2 separate regions of the Pan troglodytes genome follow, and region 2 is linked to region 1. A link is a contact called in public HiChIP or PLAC-seq data. All regions are on one chromosome and are shown on one strand. The core of a region is the stretch at or near the end of the contact, and the rest is flanking DNA. Distances in the headings are between cores, read along the strand shown.

What was found. HiChIP or PLAC-seq counts read pairs in DNA pulled down with a chosen protein or histone mark.
Region 2: an H3K4me3 HiChIP or PLAC-seq map of stem cell-derived excitatory neurons shows a contact between it and region 1, with 9 times the contacts expected there. The contact joins the promoter of U2SURP here to the promoter of PLS1 in region 1. A contact is called at or near these places in 2 of 7 Hi-C or Micro-C datasets (blood and stem cell-derived neural progenitor cells) and 1 of 1 datasets of contacts at active chromatin or transcription factors (stem cell-derived excitatory neurons).

The regions. Positions count from the first base shown.
Region 1 is chr2:145,787,757-145,790,481 of NHGRI_mPanTro3-v2.0_pri, forward strand. PLS1 (plastin 1) reads left to right here and starts at 1,389. Exons shown (of 16, transcript XM_054681122.2): 1 at 1,389-1,623. It overlaps ATR (ATR serine/threonine kinase), which reads right to left and starts at 2,174. Exons shown (of 48, transcript XR_008547125.2): 1 at 1,884-2,174.
Region 2 is chr2:146,209,211-146,211,910 of NHGRI_mPanTro3-v2.0_pri, forward strand. U2SURP (U2 snRNP associated SURP domain containing) reads left to right here and starts at 1,317. Exons shown (of 27, transcript XM_063807232.1): 1 at 1,317-1,839. The coding sequence starts at 1,795.

The DNA of each region.
Region 1 (2,725 bases), core at 139-2,638:
ATAGTTGAAGGCAGGAGAGTGGAAAGGTCATTTAGCAAGATTATGCAGAGCAGACTGCTAATAGCAAAAAAACAATAGGACAAAATTTATCTGAGGGACTGAGGAAGAGCAGCCCATAAATTAGAACACTAATATCTCTTTTTATTTCAGTAGTCTAATTGCCATAGTCAATTAAGAGGAAACATTTTGGAAGAAAAGGCCTTGAAAGCTTGAATCTGAAACCTAGCTCTGATATCTGCTAGCTGTGCCTTTGGTTCTTCAACTTCTCTGTCCCTTTTTCTTAAACAGTGGTAACACTTGTTCCATTCTATGTCATGGATATACTATGAAAATTGATTAGCTTTTTTGATTCAAGTAGTTGTAATGAAAAAGCCATGACAATTAAAAACTATTAGACAACTCTCTGTGGGTCAGTTTTTCTATTCTTTCTCTTGGAATAGCTACAAATAAATGAAAGGTAACATAAACTCTACTGATGAAACCGACAATATATAATCCAAGAACCAATTATTTTTATTAACAGGACTCACGGAGGAAGACAGAAGAGGGAAGAGAAGTATTAACCAGTTAATTCTACTTTAAAGCAAAGTGGCAAAAATATACTCAGCTTCACAATGAGCCTGAAAGATGAAATTTGTAAACCAACTTCCTACAATGATCACTTTTCTTCCTCTTCTTTTAGAGAGGTAGAAGTTATTTTATAAACTAAACACAAAGTATACTTGCCACAGATAAAAAGTGGAAAAAATTCACACACTCAAAAATAGTGATGCAGTTACGACAAGAATGGTCCCTTCATTTATCTTTTTATTCATATATTGAGACTAAATTATTTGGATGGCCAACCAGTGGAAATGAACACAACTGCGCTGCAAAAAGAAAGAGAAGTAGCTATCCCATTGGCTTAATGTCAGCTTTGACTTTGTGTGGAAAGTTTTCAAACAGTTTAAGAAATTGGGAAGCAGTTATTCCAAATGATAATTTAACTGCGGTAGCAGCACAAGCTTATTTATTTCTTGTTCGCAGTAGTGTAGAATTAAAACAAACAAAGCAAAACAAGCTCTACCGAGTCTTTAGGCCTGGTTCAGGGAAGCCTGCCTGTGTATTGAAGAGGTGTGAGAGCCATCAACACCTCTCCCTCCTTGTGGTAAGATACTGGTTTTCATGAGGTTTACAGACAACATTCATTTGCAAATGAAATATTAAATTGTCTCCAAATTTTGGCAACACTCTGTGCACGCTGAGATTTTGTGGACCCAGGGGTCTATCTCTCCAATTTCTGACTAAAATAACGGATCGGGAACTGGACGATCAATACGAGGGAGGTTACATCTTCAATATGTACTATGACTTCACTTCAAAGAAAAAAACTGCCTTTTCCAGCAAGTGATGTCACTTGCAGAAAATGAGAAGCGGTGATTTTCTTTCAAGGGCAGTTTGGGGACAAAATGTAAGGCTAAAAACCAATTCCTCCACGAGTGATCACAAAGAACAGAAACTGATGGGTCAAGTCCCTCGTCTAAGGAAAAAGATTTTCGAGAAGAAAATGAGTGTAGAAAAGTGACCAGAAAGCGATCAGCAGGGACTCTTCCTCCAGCTGCAGGAAGCAAACTCTCGATCGGGGTGAGTGGTAAACCAGGGCCGGCAGACGCCTCTCTCCCCCACGGACCGGCTTCCCGCAGGTTTGTGGCGACTGCCCCATGTCCTATCAACGGGCACTCTGAGGGAGAAGCGCCCAAATCAGCCACGGAGCATCTCCACAAGGGCCGCAGCGGGGGCTTAGGGGATCCCAGCCATAGCGCAGCAGGGGAGGGGAGAGCACGTGAAACCCAAGCCGGAATCAGCGGAGGAGGATGCAGGACCCAGGCTGGGCCTAGCCCTACCTGCCCAGCTCCCGCAGGGCGGGGATCATGGAAGCCAGCTCCAGGCCATGTTCCCCCATGCTGAGGCTGCGAGGCACTAGTCAACCACGCCAACGCGGGTTCCCGGCGTCTCCAAAGCTACCGCTGCCGGAAGAGCGCGGCGCCCGACGGAGCCGTGTGGAGGCCAAAACTCCTCCCGGAAGCCGCTACTGGCCCCGCTTGCCAGGCCCAGCGTCTTTTCTGCATAGGACCCGGGGGAAGCCGGGAAGCCGTTAGGGGGCGGGGCAAGCGGGCGGGCGGGCGCGCGTCGGTCAAGTTTCCCGGGTCGCGTCAGGCTTCTTTCTCAGCACCGAGCGAGCGACGTTCGTGAAGCTTTCGTTTTGAGCGGCCAGACACTGCTGTTCTCAAGCCTGGGAGGCACAGCGAAGCAAGACTTCCGCATCGGGGGAGGATAGGGCTTGAGGCCCGCCAGCCCAGACTCGCTTCACAAATGTGAGAACTATGACAGTTCAGCGAGTAAAGGCCAAGAGTAGACTCCAGGTTTCCCCAGAGTAACGCTCTCACATTTTAAAAGTTCCTCACGTTCCCACCGCTCTTGTCCCTCTTTCTGAGAGATACAGGCCAAAAGGTGGGCTCTCCCTGTTTTTTTCCTTTTAAGCATTTTTTTTCAACTTGAAGTCACTGTTAGGTTTCGTTGAGGACCCTACCAACTTTTAATATTTGAAAATGGGGTTGGATTATATTTGTGTCTCATCAAATCAGCAACAGTACTGTGTGTGGAAATGCCACCATTACGGGCATCCACAACCTGTGATTTAATTTTTAAAGTAAATCAATGGATTTTGGCAATACACATTTTCTAG
Region 2 (2,700 bases), core at 67-2,566, 420 kb after region 1:
GAAGAGGCCCAGAACTGAAAAAGTATGACAGAATCCAGCAGTAGAAGTAAATTCCATTGGGTTGGAGGGTGCAAGTCATTCTAATTTCATGTGTAGCACTTGTCACTTTCAGATCATTTCTTGTTTACTGTCTGTTCTTCTACCCTCATACCCTCACAGAGAATAGGAGGCCTGGCCTGCTGATTCCTTAGTGGCTGGCATCTATGTCTGTTAATCTTTCTTGAGGGCCAGCCTTGTGTCAGATCCTGTTCTAAGTGCTTCCCTCGCTCCCCACCCCCGCCATTCAACAAAATTCTACTTCTTCAGAGCTGGTTCAAATGCTTTCTTCTCTATGACCACCCCCCTGCCCCGCCCCGTCTCTTTTCCTCACTCCTACTCTCAGAATTAATTACTTCTTTCAGAGGTCCCTCAGCTATTGATCCTTCCTTGCAGCATCAATTATGCATAGTGTCAGTTTGCGGTTTCCTTGTCTCCTCCATTTCTCATTAAGTTTTAAATCATATGAAGACAGTGCATGTTTATCTGTCTCTGTAAGCCCTACAACACTTTGGGCAGGCTTTTACACACAAAACGGGGCTCAAAAATATTTTGAATAAATGATTTAGGGAGAGGTCCACAAACGCCCTCCACTCCCACCCTAGTCCTCAGAGCAATACTTTAAAATAAAAATCTGACCATTTCAACCTTGTTAAAGGCCGATCTTCATTCTGAGAACAGAATTCTAACTCCTAAGCACGATGGTGACCTCAGGGCGCTGTGTGAACCTGCACCCGCACCCCTGTCCAACCACGTCCCTCCCCACACCTGGTCTAATAAAACGACTGCTTTAGGTGACCTGCACGATCGGCTGTACTGATTCATGCCACAGGCTTTTACCTCAATTACTCCCTCCGTCTGGAATGTCCTTTCTTTCCTTGCCTGGCCTGATTCAGGCATGGCCTTCTCAAGCAAGCTTTCCGTCTTTGAATCTAGGCCCTGATTAAGAACTTTTTAAAAAAGTACTAAGTTCAGAAAAGTTTAATATGGTGTTCCCCCATTTATGTGATTAAAAATGAAAACAATACTAAAGTGTAAAATGTAATCTTTAAAATGTCACACAACTTTACATGCATGCTAGATTTAGAATACCGTCTGTATTTACGATTTTCTCTTATTGACTGTCTCCACGCGCACCCACTCTGCAGACGCCCTAAAGAGTGTCTATCGGATCACCCTCAGGTTGGGTCAAACGCTCCTCTTCTCGGCTTTTCGGGAGCAACCCTATCTCAACATTCACCATCTTAAGATGAGCAGACTGCAAGTTTGCCTCTCCCACCAGCATGGGAGCTGCCGAAGCGGCAAGAACAGCGTTTCCGTCCACCGAGCGCCAGGTCACCAGTCAGCTCCAGTCCTATTTTGAGTTGAAGTAAAAGCTCCTCCCTAGATGGCCAGTGCACGTCTTTAAAAAGCGACTCCTTTCCCACAAAGGAAATACGACTGGTTCGCATCTATCAAGGGTTGGCGTTGGGATAAGAGAGTGAAGTATCAGCTGGCCCTGGACAAGGAGATTCTCTGAATTCCCGGACCCAATAACGCGACCAAGCACCGTGACTCCCAGGAAAACTAGCGGAGTGAGCGCGGCGGAGGAAATTACTGACACCGGAAGTCACGTGAGCGGCTGCCCCTAAGGTCGCTATCTCGACAGTCGACTATTCAGCCTCGCAGGCTCCTCTGGCGGGCTTCACTGAGATCCGCTGTTTCGGTGCTCGACTCGCCCGTGCTGCTGCCGCCGCCGAAGGAGGGGCAAAGCTCAAGATGGCGGACAAAACGCCAGGCGGATCTCAGAAGGCCAGTTCAAAGGTAATTTCTGACAAAATTTCGTAAGTCAGCGGGTCTGCCACTGTCGTCTGGGGCCCACAGACGCTTCTGGCCTGTGAGAGGCGATTGGGATTGGGGTCTGCATTCTAGTCGCGACGGTAGGCCCGGGCGCCGCCGCACCGTGGTGCGCAGGTTGAGAGGCCTGGTATCTCCCCATAGTCCCAGCCGGGATTCAGCTCGAGACTGGCGTGCCCAGGGGGTGGAGGCGTGAGTGCTTCGGCCCGCGCTTGGCATTGGAGTGAAATCAGGAATTCAGATTGAGGTCCGAAGCCGTGAAAACGCTCTCCTGTATCTCAGCTTCCTGCGCCCTGAGACCGCCAGACAGCGCCTGGGAGAGAGGCGGGAATCGCTTCCCGGTGCTTAAATGTCTGCAGCTTTTTTCTCGGTTTTGGATCTCACTCACTTCCGGCCTCCCTCAGTTTCCCTCCAAGGAATGAATAACCTCTAGGGTCGCCAGCTGTGAGGGGAGGACCACTAGGGCAAAGACGCGGAGTGGGAAATGCAGAGGCGGGAGCAGCTTTCCTTTGCAGTGCTGCATAGCCAAGGTTAATGTACACTCTACACGTGGTCCTTACCTTAACGGGAAGTAAAGAGCACTTTTGAGGGTAGAGGACTCGTGGTCTCTTTCTTCATGTTGAAGAAACAGTGAAAAGAGAAGCTCCGTAGACTTGTAAGCTACATACGATTAGTAAATTGCATTTGTGTTTACAGGGAACCCTGGGCACGTATTGTGAAACCAGTGAGCTGTGGTAGTAGTTAAGCATTAGTACGGTTGGGTTCTTAGTTGCCATCTTGGGCGGAACATTTAATCGGTTTTTGGTTTGGGTTTCTGGTCTCGAATAT